Linked DNA regions of Sus scrofa: region 1 is linked to region 2. A link is a contact called in public HiChIP or PLAC-seq data. All regions are on one chromosome and are shown on one strand. The core of a region is the stretch at or near the end of the contact, and the rest is flanking DNA. Distances in the headings are between cores, read along the strand shown. Region 1 holds the start of RB1CC1 (RB1-inducible coiled-coil protein 1). Region 2 holds the start of MRPL15 (mitochondrial ribosomal protein L15).

The links. HiChIP or PLAC-seq counts read pairs in DNA pulled down with a chosen protein or histone mark.
Region 1: a contact with region 2 is called in an H3K27ac HiChIP or PLAC-seq map of alveolar macrophages. The contact joins the promoter of RB1CC1 here to the promoter of MRPL15 in region 2. A contact is called at or near these places in 2 of 5 promoter capture datasets (fetal skeletal muscle and liver), 8 of 47 Hi-C or Micro-C datasets (embryonic fibroblasts, liver, retroperitoneal adipose tissue and 2 more) and 2 of 2 datasets of contacts at active chromatin or transcription factors (alveolar macrophages and skeletal muscle).

Annotation. Positions count from the first base shown.
Region 1 is chr4:77,589,405-77,595,211 of Sscrofa11.1, reverse strand. It overlaps RB1CC1 (RB1-inducible coiled-coil protein 1), which reads right to left and starts at 2,008. Exons shown (of 24, transcript XM_021089370.1): 1 at 550-2,008.
Region 2 is chr4:77,071,703-77,077,539 of Sscrofa11.1, reverse strand. It overlaps MRPL15 (mitochondrial ribosomal protein L15), which reads left to right and starts at 1,718. Exons shown (of 5, transcript NM_001243528.1): 1 at 1,718-2,107; 2 at 2,878-3,032; 3 at 3,999-4,164. The coding sequence starts at 2,000.

The DNA.
Region 1 (5,807 bases), core at 759-3,258, 520 kb before region 2:
GCACCACCCACACGAAAACCTAGAAACCACACAATAAGAGAGCGAAACGGGCCCACCTCCCTTGTCCCATCATCGCGGGAGACGCGGGCGGCCACTGCTGTCCGGCTCCGTGACTCCCCATTACCCGGGAGCACGATCGTCCCCGCGGCACCCAGGCCCACGGCACCTCGCGCCACGGCCACGCTTCAGAGTCCCGACGGGCGAGGCTCCGCCGCGGAGCCATAAACAACGAGCGGGGCGCGTCCTCCCGCGCCAGAAGGCGCTCGGCGCGGTGCCCCAAAGCGCCGTCCCGGGCCCACCGCGAAGTTGTGAAACCGCACACACGCCCATCCCGCTCCCACCGCGGGCCGGGCCGGGGCTGAGTCATCCCCGGGAGCAACTTCGCCCGGAGCTCCAGCCCATGGCAATCCCCGCACCGCCCGCTCCACGTCAGGACCCCCAGGCCGGGCCCGGCGCCGGCGCGTACTCGGCCCCGACAGCCTCCACCCGAGGGTTTGAGGGGCGTCGGGGGCCGCAGGGCCCGCCTCCGCCGCCCGCACCGGGACTCACCGGGCAGCACCTCCTCCTCCGCCGGCCTCAGCAGCAGGGCCCGCGGCCCCCGGCAACATCTTCCGCCGCCGCCTCGTTCTCGGCGGCGGCTACCAACCGCCCATCGGCGCCGCCAACCGACACAACCGCCGGTGCCGGGGCTGCCGCGGCCGCCACCTCCGGGCGGCGAGGACGCTGGCGGGGCCCCCCGGCTCTGCGTCGGGGGCCGGGGAGGGCGGACCGCGGCCGGTCAGAGCCGAGGGGCCAGGCGACAGGGACGCCCGAGGCAGCACCGGGCTCGGCAGGGCCGCGGACTCGGTCGCCGCGGTTTGTTATTGTCGACTCCGGCCCTTCCTCCGCGGAGCACGCCGGGAAGCGCGCGGGGGAGGGGCGCCCGCCGCCGCTCTGCGCAGATCCGGAAGTCTGCGTCCGCCGGAAGTCGGCGAGCTGCCGGGAAGGGCGGGCGCCGCTCCGCCTCTCGCCTTTGCCTGGGCGTACCGTCTGTTCGTCCTCCTGTGACCCCGGGGACTCCGCTGGGCGGCCCGTGGCTGTGTTGGCCGCTGTCCGGATGCGACTACCCCAAGGTGAGCTTGACCTTCGCTTCTGCGACGAGCGCGCCTGAGCCCGGCCCTTCGGCCTGTCCCGGAGGGCCGGGGCGGGGGGCGTCCGAAGGTCGGGGGCCTCTTTTTGTCCCCCTGGGCTTCTGCCACCGGGCCAGGGACTGAGGGGACGGGGCGCGGGGAGCGCTGTGTCCCGGCGGGGCTGGCCTCCGCCCCAACCCCGGATCTGCAGGCGAGAGGGGAGAGCTTCGGCTCGGTAGATTGGGAGCACGTCAGAAGCGCCGCGACCATCCTTTTTTTTTTCCCCCCGCTGGCTGCGGAGTTCCCTCGTCAGCACGCGCCCTATAAGGCCGGGGAAGCAGCTTCAGGGGGTCCTGATTCTTTGAAGATGATGAGTCACAGGTTGGCTTGAAGCCACAGGACTTAAGTATCACAATCTGATGAAGTTAAAGTAGAGAAATATCTGAACTTTTAAGATTCCTGTTATATCCAGGAATATTTGGGAAGAGTAACAGCTCGGAAGTGCTACCGCTGAGTCATTAGAGAGCTTTTGAGTTGTGTTTGCATAAAGATGAGTATTATCACCCTTTTCAAGGGCACCCAAGCAGAACAAACACTACCAGGAAGCGAGGCCTGCAATCCTTCACTTGTCAGGGTGGGAACTGAAAAAAACATTGAACTACTGGTAAGTTTCCATTGCACTGACCCGTATCTGAAAGTTGTGGTTGAGAAGGACTTGCAGGTGTTACCACTTTGTTTTTAATTTTATGCTCTTACCGAGCCCAGAGAAGACTTGTCTTTGGCAAATCATTTTATCTTTGTTTGTTTTTAAGGTGGAGTTTTATTCCAGCACCCCAACAAGATACAGCAGGGAAGTGGAAATTAAGAGACAAAATTGTTCTTATACCTTGGGAAAGGTGAGAACTGGAAAGAAGGAAGAAAGGAGCTGACTGAACTAAGCACAGCATAGTAATTAGCTCAAAGAAAGTAAGTCATGAGATGGGATTCAGCCAGAAAATTAATAAGCAAAGCACGATATTAGGCCTCTAAAAAATATATGGGTCCTTGACCTACCTCTTAGTTGTCAGTGACATTTGTCATAGCAAGTACAATATATGTCAGAATGTAAAATCATGTATATGCCAGTAACACTCTATTAAATAAAATTTTGGGCCACCCCGTGGCATATGGAGCTCCCCAGCCAGGGATCAGATCAGAGCCACAGTCTCAACCTAAGCCACAGCTGCAGCAATGCCGGATCCCTAACCCACTGTGCTGGGCCAGGGATTAAACCAAGACACTGCCAATCCCATTGTACCACAGCCGGAGCTCCTAAATAAAATATTTTAAATGTTGTTTGTGTCACTTCTTTATTTGGGGGGGATTAATTCACTCTTAATCTTCTCTCTTAGTTATAAGCTGAAAGAAATGACCAGAAGTGATTGGCTCTTACTGTTGCTGAAATAGAAACAAGGAGACAGTTTTGGGTGAAGGAGAAAAAAAAAAAATAGCTTTTATTGCTTTATCAGGCAAAGGGGGGGCAGGGTCGACTAATAAAGACTATGCTCTTCTTTGGGAGAGAACAGGAGGTGGTTTTATAGTTTGGGAGTAGAAAATAGGATAAGGATCAGGGTAGGTGCAAACTTGCATTCCTCAAAGCTGGTTTTTGGTGGCCCTGGGACTGGTTCTGGTGGTCCTTCTCTTTAAAGAATGAAGAATTCTTCACCAGATAGTTAGCATCTTTTCATTTGTTGGGGGTTTGAGTTAGGCTGAACAGCTCAAAGAAGTGTATCAGCCCAGGCCCTGCCCCAAGGCTGCACCATTATTTGCTGCTTGTGCCTCCCTAATCTCTGCATCCCCTCCCTTCCCTGATTAGCAGCTATTTAAACCTGCCCTTTGCAACTCCAGGAGGGTCCTGAAGCTTATCCTCTGAGGGACACAAAGGAACCCCACAGGGTCCTACCCAGTTTCAATATCTTAAAGGTTTACACCTTCTCTGGAGTGTAAATGTTGGGAGTTTATGTGCCTTATGTTTTTGCTTACTGATAGTGAGAATGTATCAAGATGAGTTTTATTATATATGTGCAAGTATCTGGAGAGAACACAGGTTCTTCATACTGTCTATGTCCACAGTACATCTCCACAAGTCATGTTGTCCTTCAGACCAAGGATGTTGAATGCTGTCTGTATTCTCTCCCCTTCCCTTTGTAATGTCTCCTTCTTGGCTCTTAAGTCTGTCCTTTTATTTGTTCCTTTTCCAGACTGCCAAGTTATTATAATACAGACATCAGTGATGCAGATATGAGGTGCTTTGGGAACAGAAAAAGATTTAATATTGTCATCACATTTTTTAAAAAGTTAATAAGCATTTTAGGTCCTTTATAGATTTCCCATGAGGCAAAAGAAAGTAGTTGTTAGGAGGAGTGTGTAGGGTCTGCTGCTAAATGCTCTAAATACTTCAAATCAGTTCTACCCTTTGAAAACCTGTTTTTTGGAGTTGTGTTGTGGCTCAGTGATAATGAACCTGACTGGTATCCATGGGGAAGTGGGTTCCATCCCTGGCCTTGCTCCATGGGCCGTGAACTGTGGTGTAGGCCAGCAGCTACAGCTTCGATTCAACCCCTAGCCTGGGAACTTCCATGTGTTGCAGGTGCGGCCCTAAAAACACTACCCCCCCCCCAAAAAAAGCCCTGTTTTTCTTTCAGGTCTCAATTTCAGTGTCACTTTGTCCTTCCCTGACGTACCTGTAGTTCCCCTCAATCCGTCTATCATTTAGTGTCTGTCTAACCTTCTAGAAGGTAAGCCCTTTAGGAGAACTGTTTTCCCGGTACCTGGGGGACAGCGGTGAACATGCAGACATTGGGTGACAGTGCCCTGCACTTTATTTATACCTCAACTCTCCCAGCTCCTTTTCAGTATTTACTCCAAGACCAGTCTGAACCTGCAGCCTTCACTGGTTTGGTTTTGTAACATGTTAGATACATTTAAACTTCCTAGCCTAGGGATCTCTTAGATACTAAGCCCTTTGGCTAGCTGTGTCTCCTGGCACTTCGCACATTTACACACAGCTTGCCTAAGTTTCCTCATCTGGGAATGTTCCTCCTGTCACCTTTCCACGCCATCCTTTAAAACAGCTTGGACATCAGCCAGCTTCTAGACCATGTAGTAGTCACTCACCCTCTGCCACCTCTGCTCTGTATCACACAACTGTAAGTCACCTGCCCATCTAAATCTATGAAACCCTGAAGTTAAGGAGCTGCGAATTACTCATTTTTAAGTTTCTAGAACTTTGTGATGTGCCTGGCACGTAGCAATTAAAATATTGAATGTAATAAATTCTGCCAATATTCACATTGAAGTTTGACTAGGTCACTGTGGGAAATGCCTGCCTTGAAATATCTCAAAAGCTGGGTCAGGGAACCTTCAAAAATCATTGCAGTGACACGTGTATGACAGTCTTTCATCTGAAATACATCAGGATATTGGGAAGATCACAGTACACAGCTTAATTTTATTAGCGCATCCTGATTGGGGATCTCCCCGTATGTGTTAGATGCTTCTCAAACAACTACCTGTCGGTCAGCCTCATTTTTAAAGTTGTGTTCAAACAACCAGCAACCGCAGCTGACACAATGACTATCTAAGGAATGAATCACAGTTTTTCCATTTTTAAAGGTTAACCCCTTTAAAACATCTCAGATATTGTTTTTAAGATCACAGCTACTTTGGTGTATAAAATATGGCAGTGGACCCCTTACGAGGCTTCTGGCATGTGATTCTTAACATGTCCAGTACACACAGCGTTTATAGACCTTAGCGCTGCCCCAGTCAGTTGGTCTGTTGGTACTCACAGGTTATTAATGATGACGATGGTTGGCTTATGAGTGACTGCTTCAAAGCTGGTGATGAGCTAGTAAGCAAGCTTGTTCCTAATGCTTCGACACCTACATGCAAAAAATACAGCACGGTTCATTTTCCAGCAGATTTAAATCAGTAGCGTGGAACAAAAGATTTAGTCATTTTTCACATTAAGTTTTTGTCTTTCATTATTTTGACGAAAAGCTTAAAACGTCCAAAAGGAGAGCTGGGATGTGTTAAAGCAGCAACCACTGCTTCCTCAGATGTGCATTTGTTTAGTTGCCCCTTCCCACGGCCCGTGCTGCAGATGCCTTCCCAGTAGGAACTGTTTTCCCATGCGGGTGATGGCAAGGAGCACATAGCTGCATGTCTGCAAACCCGCTGTCCAGTCCTGCCTCTTTGTTTCCCTGGTCAACTGCATACCCCGTGGGTGTGCACTGCCCGTAAGTCCCCAATGCCCAACCCTTCCATTCCTCTCCCCTCCTGCCTCACAGGAAATAGAAGATCTGAGGAAGAACCTGGCCCTCCTGCCCAAAGTCTGCAAACCTCCCTGCACCTTTTTTTTTTTTTTTTTTTTGTCTTTTCGCCATTTCTTGGGCCGTTCCCGTGGCATGTGGAGGTTCCCAGGCTTGGGGTCAAGTCAGAGCTGTAGCCACTGGCCTACGCCAGAGCCACAGCAACGCAGGATCCAAGCTGCGTCTGCGACCTACACCACAGCTCACAGCAATGCAGGATCATTAACCCACTGAGCAAGGGCAGGAATCAAACCTGAAACCTCATGGTTCCTAGTTGGATTCGTTAACCACAGCCATGACGGGAACTCCCCTCCCTGCACCCTTTCGTCTCCCCTCCCGTCACTTT
Region 2 (5,837 bases), core at 469-2,968:
ATCTTCATATCGTTTTATAGAACTCACATATCTGTATTTTTCTTGATTTGTGTTATTAGAGCTATAAGAGGCTTACTTTTTTTTTTAACTTTTAAAAAATACTCAATTTTGGAAAGTCTCCTCTACCTCATTTCAAACAATCTGGGAGCAAGATCTTGTTTGACTTTATCTTTGTACGTTTTTCAGTAACAAGTTCAGTATCTTGCTCATAAATATTGCTTAAATAAAGGAGAGAATGCAAACTCTTCTTTTTTGGCAGTTTTTTTATACTTGATTTAAAATGACTTCTTAAAGGTTTAAAAATAGATGTAGTGGAGTTCCTGTTGTGGCAATGAATCCAACTAATATCCATGAGGACGCAGTTCGATCCCTGGCCTCACTCAGTGGGTTAAGGATCTGGTGTTGCTGTGAGCTGTAGTGCAGGTTGCAGACTCAGCTTGGATCTGGTGTTGCTGTGGCTGTGGTATAGGCTGGCAGCTATAACTCCAATTTGACCCCTAGCCTGAGAACTTCCATATGCCATAGATGCGGCCTTAAAAAAAAAAAAGGAAGTAGCTGTGCTCCACAAAGTTATTTCTTACTTACACTAACAGGAACAGCAGGAACAACACCCCAGACAGTGAAACAAAAAAAAAAAAAAAAAAAAAAAAAAAAATTAGAAGAAAAAGAAAGAAGCATGGTCTATATTACACTCACTTAAGACAAAAATAGGGAAGCTCATATTTTATTCAGTGAAAATGTTACGTATTTTGTGCTGCAGATATTCAGCTTCATGTTATAAAAAAATATTACTTATGTAATAGGAGCCAAAGTACAAATCTTGTCTCTGCGGCTTGCTGAGATCTTAGTCCAACTACCAACCCTGCCAAGTCTGTCAAAGGTGATAAAACATCTACCCCACGAGGAGTTGTTTAGTTGAACAAAATGAGGCTGAATCAGCACGTGACTGACATACCAAGCACTCAGCCTGGCTCCTTCATTATTAACAGCTTTTGAGTTAGTATCTCAGTGACTCAGTCAAAGCATAACAGAGGCACTCAGACTGGATGCAGGGTTTTGAGTCTTTTTCACAGTTGCTACTAGCCAGCCATTGCAATACCTAGACCTCAGGTATTCTTATCTCACTGGTGCCAACTAAAAATTGGCACTAGCCATCTGTCTCTCCTAGGATTGTTAGTAGCCACTGCAGCTGCTGAGCTTCAACACATACTGAAAGCATGGAGATCAGAAATGTGCTCTGGGAAAAACTGGCAGAACAACTTTCACATAGATATTTTCGGGGGATTTTATGAACCCAAATTTTTACATCTCCTGTCTAGAAAAGCCGTAAAGTCATTAACCATGGTATTTGTTCCTGATGACTAGCAGGAAACGTCTGCCAAAACGTGTGCTTGATTGCACGTACCCCCTTCACTAAAATCGTATACACTGACCTTCCCCCTACCTCTTCAAAGCAGTTCCTCAGAGGTCCCTGAAACGCTGTTTCCCAGACTTTATAGTCATTTTGCCCCAAATAAAACTTAACTTCCAACCTTTACATTGCACAACTTTTTTTCAGGCCATAGTGTATACAACTGGCCCAGCGCAAGCTAGTGCTTCAGCGTCCAGGTGATCTTATTCTGCACTCCACCTGGAGCTCAGAGACAGCCCTGCTTCTAAGGACCAGACGTTGTGACAGCACAGGCCAGGGACTCCTACACACAGCGTTTTCAGTGCCTGCCTGGTGCAGCGCAAGAGAACGCTGCACATTCAGAGCCGGGGTCGGGGCACGACCTCTCGAAATAGCCCAGCCCCAACCAACTGAAAACAAAGCCGGATCACGCCGCTACGAGGTAGACATGGGGAGACACGTGCTGCCTCCAACGCGGAGCCGGCTCCCGGTGTGCCCCGCGGCAAGCGGCGCAGCGGACTGACAGCACGACAGGGGCGGTGCCGCGGCCGTAAAGCAGCGTCCCAGATCACGTGGATCGGCGCCCTTGCGGCTTTTGCGGCACGGGTTATGGGCGGCCCCGTGCAGGGCGGTGGGCCCCGGGCCCTGGACCTGCTGCGAGCCCTTCCCCGTGTGAGTCTGGCCAACCTGAAGCCGAACCCGGGCTCCAGGAAACCGGTAAGGCTGCGGATGTCGGCGCGGTGGCGGGGTCCTGAGGGTTGTGAGTCCATAGGCTCTGGGAGGAGGGAGGGGCTGCCGGGCCCCAGGTCTCCTTGAGTGACGTGGGAAAACCTGACCACGTGGTTTCAGTTCTCTGCAAGGTTCGGGTTTAAGAGCATAATTATTTTACTATCGAGGAGCGAAATCGCAGGAGTTAAAAACGACTGTCTCGTTAAGACGGGTTTTAATGAAGTTTTTTCCATTGTGTCTTTATCTTTATAGGAAAGATACTATGTTCGATGTTTCTTCTGTAAATCTCTGAGCTGTTAGTGGACGTACTGTCACTTTAAGAACTCCTTGATTTCGTGAAGTGACAGGAAATTAAGTTAAATAAAATACTATATATGGGCAACAGTGGCATATTTACAATTAATTTCAAAATAAATGCACTTGAATATTACATAAATTTTGCTAGTCGTGGATGTTTAATTCTAGAATTTTCTTCAATTCCCGCCTGTCATAGAATCCTTTTTCTCATCTCATTCTTGGAACTTTGCCTTTGAAACACAACTTGGTTGCAAGAATCAGCTACGTCTTCAGAGGCAAAGCTGTTAGTGTTGAGTATTTGGATTTCAGGGCAGCCAGGATGGTGTCTGGAACCTTGTAAATTTGGCTATTGCTAGCTGGTTGGATGAATGAAGGGCATAACCAAAAGATACAGCACAAAGGTGAAATATGATTTAAACAGATGCGTGTGTGGATCATAAAACATTCCTCTTTCCTTGTAGGAAAGACGACCAAGAGGTCGGAGAAGAGGCAGAAAATGTGGCAGAGGCCACAAGGGAGAACGGCAGAGAGGAACCCGGCCCCGATTGGGCTTTGAGGGAGGCCAGACTCCATTCTACCTTCGAATCCCAAAATATGGCTTTAATGAAGGACATAGGTAACTTTGCTTTGCTTCTCAACCTGAAAATCTCTAATTCTTACTGAGAATCACCTAAAAATAGCTTGGTAGAAATTTAAATCCACTTGAAGCAAACTTGCTCCTGTTGCTGTGACCCACTTTTGGTAATGAAACTTAGCCTGATTTAGTAGGGAAAAAAAAGCCAGACTTTGCACTCAGACCTGCCAAATGGAGATACTTACAGAGCCTGCTCTTGAGGTTGTTTAGCACAACAATATATATAAAAATCTGGTCCTCTATCATCACCCAATACATGATAACTACCATTACTTTGAGTTCTTTTTTTTTTTTTTTGTCCTTTCTAGGGCCGCTCCCACAGCATGTGGATGTTCCCAGGCTAGGGGTCAAATCGGAGCCGTAGCTGCCAGCCAGAGCCACAGCAACTCGGGATCCGAGCCGCATCTGTGACCTACACCACAGCTCATGGCAATGCCGGATCCTCAACCCACTTGAGCAAGGACAGGGATCGAACCCGAAACCCCATGGTTCCTAGTCGGATTCGTCAACCACTGAGCCACGACGGGAACTCCCCTAGCCTTGTCTTTGACCTACACCACAGCTTATGGCAATGCTGGATCCTTGACACACCGATCAAGGCCAGGGATCAAATCTGTGTCCTCATGGATACTAGTTAGGTTTATTACCCTTGAGCTGACGGGAACTCCCTGAATTCCTTTAGTGAATAATTCAGATAGTGTGTTAAATTTTTCAGTATTTGTTTATATGTGTGAGTGAAGTAAATGCTTAGGCCAGTAATTTTTAAGGAAACAAAGTAAGTACTTAATGGTTTTGTTTTGTTGCCAAAATTCAAGGAGTATTACATGTTTATAGTATACTCAGGAGTTTCATTAAACCATCTAAATTGAGGGAGGAAAACATAGGACAAAGCCTTGGATCTCACAGGAAGATAAGTCTGACTGCGTTTTCAACTTTCTTGTTCTGCAGCTTCCGACACCAGTATCAGCCTTTGAGTCTCAATAGACTGCAGTATCTTATTGACTTGGGTCGAGTTGATCCTACACAACCTATTGACTTAACCCAGCTTGTCAATGGCAGGGGTGTGACCATCCAGCCATCTAAGAGGGATTATGGTGTCCAGCTGGTAGAGGAGGTAAGTCTGGATTCAAGTTTTTGGAATTACATAGAAGCCTATTTCTGATTTCCATTCAGTCCACATGCTGCTGCCTTTATTTTGATCCCTTTTGAGTTGTGATAACCATTATGTGGTGGCGCTTGTGCTCTGCTCAGTTGTGGTTTTAGAAAGCTGCTGGCTCTCTCCGGTGGGACAGTGGCAGGCCATTCCCTGGTCCTGGAATGCTCTTCTCTGTGTCTGTTCTCCTTGCTCTCTCCCTCCCTTTGACCTCCATTCAGATGTCATCCCAATAGGAAGATCTTTCTGACATCCTTTATAAAGCAGCCATAAGCAGCAGCCTTACTATGCCCAGGGGGCTTTTCTTTGAACATATGAACACCTGCCACTTATGAATGAGTAATGCATTTACTTTTCATTGCTTTCCTGACAGCAGTATCCGTTCTTTGAGAGCAGGTGCTGTATTTTCAGTATTAGAACTATTGGCCATGATAATCACTTAATATTTATGGAAGAAAGGAACGTTCTTTTTATTTTATTTTATTTTTTATTTTTTTGAAGGGCCGCATCTGCAGCATATGGAGGTGTCCAGGCTAGGGGTCAAATTGGAGCTGTAGCTCCCGGCCTATACCATAGCCACAGCAACACCAGAACGTCTGTAACCTACACCACAGCTCATGGCAACACTGGATCTTTTAACCTACTGAGCGAGGCGGGATCAAACCCACATCCTCATGGATACTAGTAGTCAGGTTCTTAACCTGCTAAGCCACCATGGGAACTCCCTCAAATCCAGTTCTAATTGTACTGAAGAGTTTTCTATTCATAGAAAATGGCCAGGAGTTTTATAAGCAAGTGAACCTGTACATTGTTAATGAGTTGGTAGCGTAATATAAGGAAGTGTGTGTAAGTAACTTCGTGCCCACTAGAGGGAAGCCTGTGTTTACAGGAAAAGAGCAGATTCCTTCAGAAGAGTAAACTTATGGATAAAACCTTTCCAAATAAAATGATTTGGGAGTTCCTGCTGTGGCACAATGGGATCAGCAGTGTCTCTGCAGTGCCAGGATGCAGGTTTGATTGCCTGCCCAGCACAGTGGGTTAAAGGATCTGGCATTGCTGCGGCTATGGCCTGGAGTATCTGCAGCTTGGATCTGGTTCATGGCCAGGGAACTCCATATGCCTTGGGTCAGCCAAAAAAAAAAAAAAAAAAAAAAAATTATTTGAAGAGAGAATACCAAGTACACAATTAAGCCCCAGTATTCTGCTTCGGTGTCTAAGGTGTAGGTTAACATGGAAAAACCCATGACCTCACCAGACATTAAACTGCACACCCCATCAGCTTTCAGGCAAGTGTCTATTAAACTAGCAAAACTCATTCTGAAATCCACACTGGGGTGGTGGTTGAATAAGTATTACACATCATTTATAGCTCTGTAAATTGGTTGACCTTTTTTGGATTTCAGGTTTGCAGTAAGTAGTGGATAATAAAACTGTTTTGATCTCTCAGCATAAAATTACCAATTTTGGAAAATATGTTCTCAAAACAACAGAATAAGACATTCCTAAAAATACTCCTGATGCTGAGAATATAGAAACTAACTCCAGTGCCCTATGATAGGGAATTGGTTAAAGAGCCCACTAAAACAGACATTGGCAATCTAGAATAATAAAACAAGGGAGTTCCCGTTGCTGCG